Regions from separate parts of the Sus scrofa genome. Here regions 1, 3 and 4 are each linked to region 2. A link is a contact called in public targeted proximity ligation data. All regions are on one chromosome and are shown on one strand. The core of a region is the stretch at or near the end of the contact, and the rest is flanking DNA. Distances in the headings are between cores, read along the strand shown.

Region 1 (2,901 bases), core at 140-2,639, 320 kb before region 2:
GGGAACTCGTCTTTAATTTTTTTCAATTGGTAAAATATGACATATAATTTAGCATCTTAACCATTAAAACATTTTTTAACCATGGTAAAATATACATAACAAAATTTATTATCTTGGTGCTCCTGCTGTGGCACAACAGGATTGGTGGCGTCTCTGCAGCACCAGGACACAGATTCTATCCCCTGCCAGTCACAGTGGGTTAAAGGATCCGGCATTGCCACAGCTCTGGTGTACCCCACATGTGTGGCTTGGATCTGATCCCTGGCCCAGGAACTCCATATTGCTATGGGGTAGCTAGAAAAGAAAGAAAAAAAACATGTTAACCTTTTTCTTTTGCTTTTTAGAGACACACCTGCAGCTTATGGAAATTCCCAGGCTAGGGGTTGAATCGGAGCTGCCGGCTTACACCACAGCTCACGGCAATGCCCGATCCTTAACCCACTGCTTGAGGCCAGGGATTGAACCCATGTCCTCATGGATACCAATTGGGGATGTTACCACTGAGCCACAATGGGAATTCTTCCTTAACCATTTGTGAGTGTACAGTTCAGTAGTATTAATTACTATGGAACATTTCACATTGCTGTGCAGCTGGTCTTCAGAACACTTTAGCTTGTAAAACTCAAACTCCATACCCGGTAAACAGCTCCCTGTTCCCCTCCCCCAGCCCCTGGCAGTCCCCATTCTCCTTTCTATCTCTATGCGTTTGTCTATTCTAGGGACCTCATAGAACTAGAATCATGCAGACTTTGTCTTTTGTGGATAGCTTATTTCACTTAGCATCATGACCTTTAGTTCATCGATGTTGTGGCATATGGCAGGATTTCCTTCAAGGCTGTCTAATATTCCATTGTGTGTATATATTTTCTCTATTCATCCATCAGCGGACACTTCGGTTGCTTCTGCCTTTTTGCTCTCCTGAGTAACGCTGCTTTGAACATGGGCACACACATATCTCTTCTAGCGCCTCTTTTCAGTTCTCTTTCATATGTCTCCAGAAGCGGAGTTCCTGGATCATATGGGAATTCTGTTTTTAATCTTTTGAGGAACAGCCAGACCGTTTTCCACAGCAGCTGCACCATTTTATGTTCCCACCGTTGCCCGCTTTTAAGTGCAATTTATGAGGCTTCTTCCCAACCTGCCCTGAGGCTTCCTCCCTGAGGGCTGAGCCATGACTTGCACTTCTTCCTCCCCCCATCCCCCACCTCAGGGTACCCAACTCTGGGCGTAGCCCTCTCGGGTGCCCTGTGCTCTTGGATCAGCTGGGTAGGCAGGAGGGAGGGGTCCACCCGTTTGGAAAGTTCCATTGCCAAGGAAGCATCGTGCTCTCCATCTCCGCGTCCAGGGCCGGGGCTCCAAGGGCGGGACTTCTTGGAAGGGCTGCTGTCTGGGATGTGATGAGTCATTCAGACAGATGGGGCCCGGACCCGCCTGGCTGTTGAGCCGGGGCCGTGCCAGGATCAGCTTGCCTCCAAACCGAAAGTTTAGCGTTAATGAACAAGCAAGCGCTCCTCTTGAAAGGGGACCTCGCTTGGTTTGTCGAGCTGGGTGCTTTCACTGAAAGGCCCCTCTGTCAGTGGGAACCAGGAGGCAGTGCCCGGTGCTCCCTGGCAGCCCCTGGCTTCCTGCCCACTGGACAGGGGCTGTGTTGCACCCACTGGGGATCCTTTGGGCTGAGCTCAGGGGCAGCCTGTCTCCCTCTTGGATCTAGTGCTATGGTCTGGCCACTTGTGCAGAAACACACGGGGCAGATGGTGAAGGAACCCAAGGTTGGAGTGCCCAGTGGGCTTCCCAACCAGATATTTGTGGACAGGAAATGGATCTTCATATGAATCAAAGAGCAAGTATAAGGCACAGAAGCCCCCCTTTTATGAGCAGAGCTGGGTGACTGGGCTGTGACCCTCACAAGAAGAGCCATTGCCAGGCCAGGAAGCTTTTTGGCCTGAGGTATACTGGAAATTATTTCCCAGAGGACCGCCTCAATGACTGTCACCCTTTACTTTGGTCATTATTAGTTCCCTGGAATTACACCTGCTTCCTTTAAAAAAAGGCATCATACCTGTTGTTTTTAGATACATGTTCACACTGTGAGGCGCATAGAATATCAGTGTATAGTTTGATGAGTGAGGCAAGTATAAATACCTTTGGAACCAAAACCCCAATAAAGACAAAGGACATTTCCATCACCCCAGAAAATTCCCTCAGGTCCTTTCCCACCTGATTTCTCCCCGACCCCAGGCAGTGGTTGGGGGGTTTCTACTAATATAGGTCATAATTTTACTCCTTTAAAAAAATGTCATCTGGAGTTCCTGTCATGGCGCAGTGGAAACGAATCCAACGAGGAACCATGAGGTTGTGGGTTTGATCCCTGGCCTCACTCAGTGGGTTAAGGATCCGGCGTTGCCGTGAGCTGTGGTGTAGGTCACAGACGCAGCTCGGATCTGGCGTGGCTGTGGCTGTGGCCAGCAGCTATAGCTCTGATTCGACCCCCTAGCCTGGGAACCTCCATAGGCCTTGGATGCGGCCCTAAAAAGACCAAAAAAAAAAAAAAAAAAAAGTCACCTGACTGAAATATACAGCATGTACTTTTTGATGTATGTCTGGCTTCTTCTATACAGTGTAATTTTTAAGAGATTCATCCATGTTGTATTATATCAGGAGTTGGTCTTTTTGATTTTTTTTTTTTTTTTTTTTTTTCTTCTTTGGCTGCCCAGCACATCTGGAATTCCAGGGCCAGGGATCAGATCCAAAATGCAGTTGTGACTATGCCACAGCTGTGGCAGTGCTGGATGCTTTAACCCACTGTACTGGGCCGGGGGTCGAACCTGCGTCCTTGGTGCTGCAGAGATGCAGCTGATCCCATTGCTCCACAGTCTGCTGATTATTTCTTTTTTTCTTTTT
Region 2 (2,994 bases), core at 32-2,531:
GGTACAGCCCTAAAAAGACAAAAGTAAAAATAAAAAATAAAAAAATAAAAATTAGGAGTTCCCATCATGGCTCAGCAGAAACCAATCTGACTAGTATCCTTGAGGATGCAGGTTTGATCCTTGGCCTCCATCAATGGGTTAAAGATCCAGCATTGATGTGGACTGTGGTGTAGGTCGCAGATGCCACTCGGATCCCACATTGCTGTGGCTGTGGCATGTGTAGGCTGGTGGCTACAGCTCCCATTCAACCCCTAGACTGGGAACCTCCATATGCTGCGGGTGTGGCCCTAAAAAGACAAAAGATAAAATAAATAAATAAATAGAAGTAAAACTTAAGGCCCTGCACCTGTTCAGCTGATCCTTGCAGAGCCAGCGAGGCCCCTTCCTCCGTCTCCCACCCCCTCCTCAGCACCTGCAGCCCAGGGCTGCGCCCCCCAAAGGCTGCTCTGTAAGTAGACATCAGCTTTCTTCTGTCTCCAGCACCCCTTGTGCAGCGGAAGATAATGGATCTGGAAGACCATCCCCATGGGACACAAGAGAATCCCCCCTACCCCGCCATTTCTATCAACCTTATCTGCTCATGTGGGGCTCTCATCTCCAAGAGGCAATTTAATCCCCCTCCTGGAACTCAAAAGTCACATACCCATTCCCCAGGGAGCTGAGGTATTAAGAAAGGCCAGCGTTTAGGATTACTCTTCGATAAGAGTCTTGTTTAGACAAGATCGCGTATAAAAACTGGCCTGATCCCCACACCCCGGCTCTCCTTTCTTCCTCTCTTGCTTGGAAGATTGCAAGATTGTGCAATCCGCCCCAGAGACCTGGGCAATTTGCTTTCGAACATGCAAACCTGTTTCCCAGCCTTCAGGGTCGCCCTCCCCCGGGGCCTCCCTCCTCCCTCCCTGGGAGTAGCCGCTTGGGGCTCCCCTGGGGTTGACAGCTCAGATCTGTTTCTGGGCACTTCCTCCTGCTACTTGCTCATTTACATTTTGAAACTAGAGCAAAGTTCAGCCATGGTTGGCTTCCTGCACCCTAGGAGCTGCCCGATCCTGGTTAGAAAAAGCAGACAATAGCAACCTGGGAAACTGCACAGTATTTTGGCAGCAGGTTTCTTTGTGTTAAGTCTCTGGTTCTGCAATGGTGGAAACACCCAGGGATGTAAATAGCAATGAGAAAAGGCCACTTGTGCCACTCTTAGGTTTTGTGGTGGCAGGTTCTTTCCCCCATCCCCCAAAGGGTAGGTTGTATTTTTATTTTGCTTGGTTTAAACCGGAGATAAAAGTGTCCACACCCCGTGTTGAGGCCCTGGGGCCCTCCCCACAAGCTGTGAGAGTTCCTTCCTTCCCCCTCGCGCCCTGGCTCTTCTGTCTCAGCACTGTCCTCTCCCAGGCTCCCCGCCACCCCCTCTTTTTTTTAACCCCCTTCATTTTTGGCCGCCCCACAGCATATGGAGCTCCTGGACCAGGGATTAGACTGCGCCTCAGTCAAGACCTAAGCCACAGCATCCTTGACACACTGTGCTGGGGCCAGAAATCGAATCCAAGACGCCGCCCACCCAGTTGTGCCACAGCAGGCATTCCCCGGGGCCCATTCTGAAGACCAGTCACCCCAGCTGCAAAGCAGGGGTAACACCATTGCAGCCTCAGGAGTTGGGAGGGTTGAGGGAGGCAGCAAAGCTCCATGCCTGACGCCCAGCCTGGCTCGACAGGCCCGCAGCACCTCGGCTCAGCCATGCTTAGGGTGTGTTGTTGCAGGTCACAGGTTACTTGGATCCACGCTGTGCTGTGCAGGTGGGGGGGGGCATCTCTGGGGCCTCCCTTCCACACGGGTACACAGCAGGCTGCCCCAGAGGCTGGGCCGGGCCCAGGAGTTTCTGGTGGAAGCAGAGGCTTCCTAGTCTGAGCCCCGTCTGCCGGATTCCAGGCCAGGCCCAACAGCCCTTCAGTACAGAACTTTTTGTACATTCCACAGCAGCTGAAAGGGCTTTTGTCCCCACTCAGGAAGGACAAATGACAAAGGCAATTGTGTGTCTCCTCGCAGACCCACACAGCTTGGGAAGAGAAACTTCTTCAAGAGGCCAGCGCTGCCACAAATGTGATCACACAGCCTCGCAAGTGGGGAGCAGGGTGGGGTCTGGCTTCCCACGAGTGTGGCAGGGTGCACATGACGCAGACACACAAACCCGGAAACTGCTCCTGGTTAGACCAGCAGGCCCGTGAGCTGCAGATGCCACAGCTGCAAGGGGGCCTCGGGAAGGGCATCCCCCACCTGCCAGGAGCTTGCAACTTGATTATGACCCTTTGCCAGGCGGGGCCACAAAGACCACAACTTGTCACAGGAAACACAGTTCTTTCCACACGGGCCATTCTCATGAAGACCATTAGGCTGTGCCAGAGAATGATCAATGGAATTCTGTCCTGGGGTCCCTTCCAATGCATAATTATTTATGGCCTATGGAGGAGGTTGAAACTCTAGACAGCCCATGTGAAATCCATCACTTGTAAGGACGAATTCTAATTGAGAGGAGGTGGATCTCTCTTTTAGCCATTTTCTTTCTCCTTCTTAACCCCTTTCTCCTGTCACTGCCATAATAGGAGAGCTAAGGTGTGGAGGGTTTTAAATTTTTTCGTTAAAGGAGAAAGCTTTTCTTAGCAAAGGAAATGATGATGCATCATTTTATTGCCCCTTGAATGGAGTCACCTGACCTGTTGTCCTGGCAAATGTGGCTGCCAGAATGTTCGGCGCTGGGTTGGGGGATCAGTTATAACCACTAACTCACCCCAGCTGCGTCCGGTGCTCCTAGCAGGTGTCTGCCCTGGTGTTTGCTTCCAGGTTTTGTGTCTTGCTGTCCCCCAAATTTAAATACCATAAGCAATCTTGGTGCCGTGCAAGAAACTTTCATCAATTTGGACAGGTCGGGAAGCCTCAGGAGTATTTCTGGCTCTACCTGAATAACCAGTTCCATCTTGAGCAGGATGTCCCCTCTCTCTAGGCCCG
Region 3 (2,770 bases), core at 117-2,616, 300 kb before region 2:
GCCAGGGACGAACCCACAACCTCATGGTTACTAGTTGGCTTCGTTTCCACGATCTCCAGCCCAGGATTTTTCAGCCTCAGCACTGTTGATATTTCGAGCTGATACCCTTCATTGTGGGGGCCTGTCCTATAGATTGTAGGTTTTAACGACATCCCTGGCCTCTATCCCCTAGAAGTTAGCAGATTCCCCCGGCCCTGAGTGTGACAACTAAATGTCTCCATTGAGATAGGTCCTAGGGTGGGGTCCAGGGGTAAAATCACCCCAACCTGAGAACCTCTGTCTGAGCCCAAGGTACGAGAGGCAGGAGGTCAGGGTGAGATTGGTCCGCAGACACTTGATATGGGTCACGTTTGCTAGGGCAGCTCTGAAGTCTTTTCAAGGGCTCCAGAGCCACTTCTGCTGGTTAAATTCACCCTCTCTTACCTGGGCTCTTGAGGTGTTTGGGAAGGGGCAGAAACCCTTCTCTGTGTTCAGAGAGCTCATGGCCCAGCACGTGTGTGTGTGTGTGTGTGTGTGTGTGTGTGCATGCATTTGGAGGGGGTGTGTGGGGTGGGAAGAGCCCAGCCCTTCACGTCCCAGGCCCCCGCCCCATCCCAGGGCAGGATGATGACCAACCTTCCTTAAGGGGCTCACATCCCAGTGGGGCGCTGACTGCATAGGAGCCAGCGCTCTGTGCCAGAGGAAGAGAGGGCAGAGAGGTGGGGTCCTGCTGCTGCCTGGGACAGGCTGGATCTAAGGAGACAGTTCATCCTGGGGGCTGGTGCAGTGGGCCTCCTCCCACCCCCGGGCTTGGGCGTTGCTGGGCCGTAGAAGAGGTCCCTGACGGCTTAAGGGACAGGAGGAGATGGGGGGACCTGTTTCTGGGCTAGAGTCTGAGGGCTTGAGCTCATTCCCCCCGTGGGCAGGGGGTGGACCCAGTCCCCAGAGGGGCCGGAGGAGCTCCTTCTGAGTGTGGGGCACTCAGCCCCAGGGGCCAGATGGCCACAAGCAGGGCCTGCTCCCAAGGTCCCTGCAGTTGAGGTTTGACATAATTTAAAGGGTGTGGTGTTCTGCCCTGCACTATGTGGTGATGTTTGCTCGGCCTCCGGGCACTGCTGCTCCTTTAATTCTGGGCTTCAGTGAGACCTGGCTGCCACTTACTCATTCACTGTCTGAGGGACATTCATTTTTTCCAAGGACCTTGTCCTCTTGATCCAGTAGTTCATTCCCTCAGACAACTCCTGCCGCTTGCTCTGTGGCTGATGGCAGGGTCCCTAACTGACCTGGGATTGCAAGTACTTCCTGACCGTCAGGAGTTGGGAGGCCCCTCCCCAAAGGCAGGGACCCGGGATACCTGGGGTCCACTTCCCCTCGCCGCCACCAGAGGGCAGCCATGGACTCTGGTTGAGCCTCACCCCAGGCAGTTCTGCGGTTGCCAGCTACCGCACCTGTCTGTTGGAGGAGGCACCTTTCTGTTGGGAGAGGAGACAGGGGTGGGGGGAGTTGGGGGCGGTGGCAGTGGCAGCTGGGCTCAGGGTCCTGGCTGTAGGAGAGGCTTGGTTCTCTTTCACATGATGCAGCTGTGGGGGTGACGCAGCACGAGAGGCTGGCAGCGATGCAATGCCAGCAAAGCTCTTGGTGACCCGACCTCCCTAGGACCAAGGCTCCGGGCATTTCCCAAGAAAAGAACGTGAGCCTGAGCCGGCTTGGCTCTCTCCCCTAGAACGGGCAAGGGGCCATCTGTCTTTGGGGTGGTTTTTTCCCTTTGCTTCTCCCTGGACCTGCAGAACCCATGGTTGGCTCAGGGCCGGGAGTGAGCTTGAGCCAAGTGTGTTGAACTAGGTGGGCTGTGTGTTTTGTGCATGTTCTTTAAAAATAAAAATTCTTTTTTAATTACTAAAGCAGTAGGTGCTCATTGTACCAAAACCAAACAATAGAGAAGGGAGTGTGTGTTTTCTGAGGGAGTTCCCCAGGGCTTGGCAGGGTGTGCAGCTTTATGAAAACACTTTTCCTTTCTGCTGTGTGTGTGTGTGTGTGGAGGGGGCACCTTAGACGGCCCAGCCTGCTGTTGGGTGTGACCCCCTGAGGGGTGTGTTCAGTCAGCAGTAATTTTTATTCTCAGCAACCACCCAGTATCAGCAGTTGGGGGGGGACCGGGGGGAGGGCAGGAGACAGACTGCTTGAAGGGGCATTCAGGGACCAGAATCACCCAGCAGCGAAGCCCAGGAGAGTCTGGTGGTCCCTGTCAGGCTTTGGGCACAGGGAGACTTTGGAGGCCCATCGAAGAAAGCATCCTTCTAGCCTCTCAATGCACAGCCTTCATTGCCCGTACCGCCCCCACCTCACTAGAAAGGTCCCCTTGCCTGTACGTCCTCAGGGCCCTGCAAAAGAAATGTCACCGCCTCTTTCTGCGGCTGCGAGTAAAGAGGAGAGCTTTAGGTTTTGAACTGATGATGCGGGTCTGTAGCAGGAGGGACGAACTTGCTAACCGTTTGAACTTCACCTGAGCTTGTCTCCTGACTCAGCCCTCCAGCCGTTGGGATCTGCCAACTGGCTGTGCGTTTCTGGGCCTTTGGCTGGAAACCTCTCATACACAATGAGCAGTGCCAGCCCTGAGATGGGGGCTTCTGGCCAGGGTTGTACGTGCCAGAGTCTGTTTAGGTTCCATTCAATGAAAAATTCCACACACTTTTTCCTTCTCTGTTTCAAATGCAACCAAATCCCGCATTCCACAAAACATTGGTTGTGCACCTACTGTATGCAAAACATTTTACCAAGCTCTTGGATAAAT
Region 4 (2,763 bases), core at 245-2,744, 260 kb before region 2:
TGGGAATGGGGGTGGAAGCTCCCCCTGCCACACAGCACTCCGGAGTGACCCTAGCTCTTTGCAAATAAGTCAGTAACTTTTCCCCACAGATGAAACCCATGGATTAGCAGGAAATGTCATTGAGTCCATTACCGGTCAGGGATCACTGAAGAATGTCATTGCTCTTCAATTGAAACTGCATCCTGCCACTCCAGCTGCTCCCTGCATTGGGAACACGCTGTGTGTGGCTCCAGCTGTTGCCACGGCAGTTAATTAAACCTCTCACCCCATAAATATCACTGCGGCCAAAGGGGAAAAAAAAAAATCAATCCCCTTCGCCCTGACCTCAGCATCCCCAACAAGGTCTGTATTCTAAGCACTTAAAGGCCTGTGGTCTGGGTCTGTCTGCCACCCAGTGCCCTGCCGATGGCTGTGTCAGGTGGCTGGGACCTGTTGAGGCGCTTCCTTTCTGCACAGGCTGCCTTAGTGAAGGAGAGGCTGGCAGGGTGGTGTCAGGGGTGGAGGAGGCCTGGCACAGGCGATGCTGGTGGGTGGCACAGACCCCTGTCCTCGTGAGCCTGTCCCCACGTGGGAGCCATAGCAGGTCCCTGCCTGTGCCACCTCCAGCTTGCCCCTCCTTCACGTGCCTCCATCCTCTCCTCTGCTTAAAGGCTCCCATCTGTCCGACCTCCCTCTACCTCCAAGGTCTTGTGAGACTCAGATAAGAAAAGATTGCACAAGCGGTTTTGCTACTGGGTTCAAGGACAGCGGGGCGGGTGGGGGTGGGGGTGCGGGTCTGGAAGATGGTCCACAAACAGTGTAAGGCTGTGATCTGGGTTGTGAGGGAGGCAGTGCAGGCCATGGGCCAGGCGGTGGGGAGCGGGCTGCTGTGATAAGGTGTTCGGACTCCGTAGCTGCCCAAGAGGTCACCATTCCTACAGGGAGACTTAAGCCTCCGGGAGAAAAACCCAGCTTTCGTGGAGTTGACTTTTGAAAACCCTCCTGAATTCAGGGATTAGAAGGCAAAGCAAAGAGGATCTCAGTTTCCGTGCGGCGGGGCGGCTGTTCGTTAACAGAGCTTGCGTTTCAAAAGGCAGGAACGTGATAAGGCAGAGAACAATGCCCTGTGGGGACAGCGTGAACCTGGCACAGGGTGTGTGGGGGGAGACCAGACACCCAAGCAGTTTCCTGAAATCCCAGGGGCTTCAGGCTAAGAAGCCCTGGACACATGGGCAGGCCGGGCTGTCGCTGGCCGGTGTGTAGGGGGCCTCAAGGGGGCAGCAGGCTCCCTGTTTGGAGCTGGGTTCCGAGCCAGATCAGGCCTCGGAATGGGAGAGGTCCAGCAGCCAGCGCAGAGATGCCTGTGTGGGTCGCTTCTCCGGATTGGGACTCAGCTGGGAGGGTCATGGGGAACAGGCTGCTGATAAGCTTGGTTCCCGAAGCCACGGACTCCGTCGGGTGCTGGTTTTAGGTAACAGATTCCTTGTGCTTTAGTCAGGCCGCTTGTCAGGGGACGGTCGCCATAGTAACCAAACAACATTCCTGGGCTAATGATGGGAGCTTTCCAATAACCAGTCCGTCAGTCACTGCTCCCACCCTGGGCCTGGCAGCCTGCCAGACCGGTTTTGAAAGCCCAGGCCATGGGTTGGTTGGCAGAAGAGGAGCCAACTGGTTTGTCCTTCCCTTCCCCTCGGTGGCAGGGCCACCTCCTCCCACTCTGCCTGGGAGTTTCTGCCCAGCCCAGGTCCTGGAACACTTGGAAGGTCCTGGGGGAAGGGGTGTCGGAGCCCTAGGGAGCGCTCCCCAGAGCAGGAGCTATATGGCCCTCTTGACAAGCCAGAGCTCGCCACGTAGAAACAAATGGAACCAGTCACAGCATCTCCCCCAGGAAACCTGGGCTGTTTTGGAAAATGTTTGAGTTGACAGACTAGGTGTTAGCTGGGGCCAGACCTTGGCTGAATCCGGCTAAGGCCAACGTCAGCTTCAAGGGCTCCCCTCTGATTCCCTACCTGGCCAGCCTCACCTTTTTCTTAGGTTTGCGTGTGTTAAATGTCCAGTCGTGCAGAAATGATCGGAGGCCTGGGGCTTCTGTGAATATCTCCACCTTAAACTCGGCATGTTTGCTGGATGGTTCTTATTAGGGACTTGCCATAGATCAAAAGGACACTTAAAATACCAGTGCTTCAGCGAGGGGGCTGGAATCAAAGGTATTAGCACAAACAGAGTTTTTCACCTTGCCAGGTTCATTAGACATTTTTGGCTGCCACAGTCCCTGGTGAGGACAAGAGCCGCAGGGTAAACTTGCAGGGCATGTGGTTGATGGGAGTGTTAAGCCAGCCATAATCATGGGCACTGGCCCACTCTTCCCCAAAGGTCAGCTCCTGCTCAGCTAAGCTGGGTTGACATTCAGCATGTCCCTTCTCTGGTTGTTCTGTGGAGCCTCCTGTGACCTCACTGTGTGACACTGCAGTCTGCTAGTGTCCTCACTCTCTCTGTGGCTTCTGCTTACACTCCAGCTAGGAGGGTAGATGATCCAGGGGGTTTGATTTGGGGAAGAAGATGGAAAGGGGGGACAGACAGTTATTTGCAGGCTTTCCAAAAGGAATTCTTTGTTTGAAAGTGGTTTGGGGGAGTTCCCTTTGTAGCTCAGAGGTAACCCACCTAACTAGTGTCCATGAAGGTGTGGGTTTGATCCCTGGCCCCCACTCAGTGGCTTAAGGATCCAGCACTGCCATGCACTGTGGCGTAGGTCACAGATGCGACTTGGTTCCTGCGTTGCTATGG

What was found.
Region 1: a contact with region 2 is called in a targeted proximity ligation map of skeletal muscle. A contact is called at or near these places in 2 of 2 datasets of targeted methods (alveolar macrophages and skeletal muscle).
Region 3: a contact with region 2 is called in a targeted proximity ligation map of skeletal muscle, with 17 times the contacts expected there. A contact is called at or near these places in 1 of 5 promoter capture datasets (liver), 26 of 47 Hi-C or Micro-C datasets (alveolar macrophages, blood, brain and 12 more) and 2 of 2 datasets of targeted methods (alveolar macrophages and skeletal muscle).
Region 4: a targeted proximity ligation map of skeletal muscle shows a contact between it and region 2. A contact is called at or near these places in 1 of 5 promoter capture datasets (liver), 11 of 47 Hi-C or Micro-C datasets (embryonic fibroblasts, heart right ventricle, liver and 5 more) and 2 of 2 datasets of targeted methods (alveolar macrophages and skeletal muscle).

Annotation. Positions count from the first base shown.
Region 1 is chr3:93,559,564-93,562,464 of Sscrofa11.1, reverse strand. The region is part of intron 3 of TTC7A (tetratricopeptide repeat protein 7A); the gene reads left to right. Among named protein-coding and RNA genes, the nearest start is that of TTC7A, 31 kb to the left of the region's middle.
Region 2 is chr3:93,237,003-93,239,996 of Sscrofa11.1, reverse strand. No RefSeq gene overlaps it. Among named protein-coding and RNA genes, the nearest start is that of EPCAM, 53 kb to the right of the region's middle.
Region 3 is chr3:93,541,092-93,543,861 of Sscrofa11.1, reverse strand. The region is part of intron 5 of TTC7A (tetratricopeptide repeat protein 7A); the gene reads left to right. Among named protein-coding and RNA genes, the nearest start is that of TTC7A, 50 kb to the left of the region's middle.
Region 4 is chr3:93,495,557-93,498,319 of Sscrofa11.1, reverse strand. The region is part of intron 15 of TTC7A (tetratricopeptide repeat protein 7A); the gene reads left to right. Among named protein-coding and RNA genes, the nearest start is that of TTC7A, 95 kb to the left of the region's middle.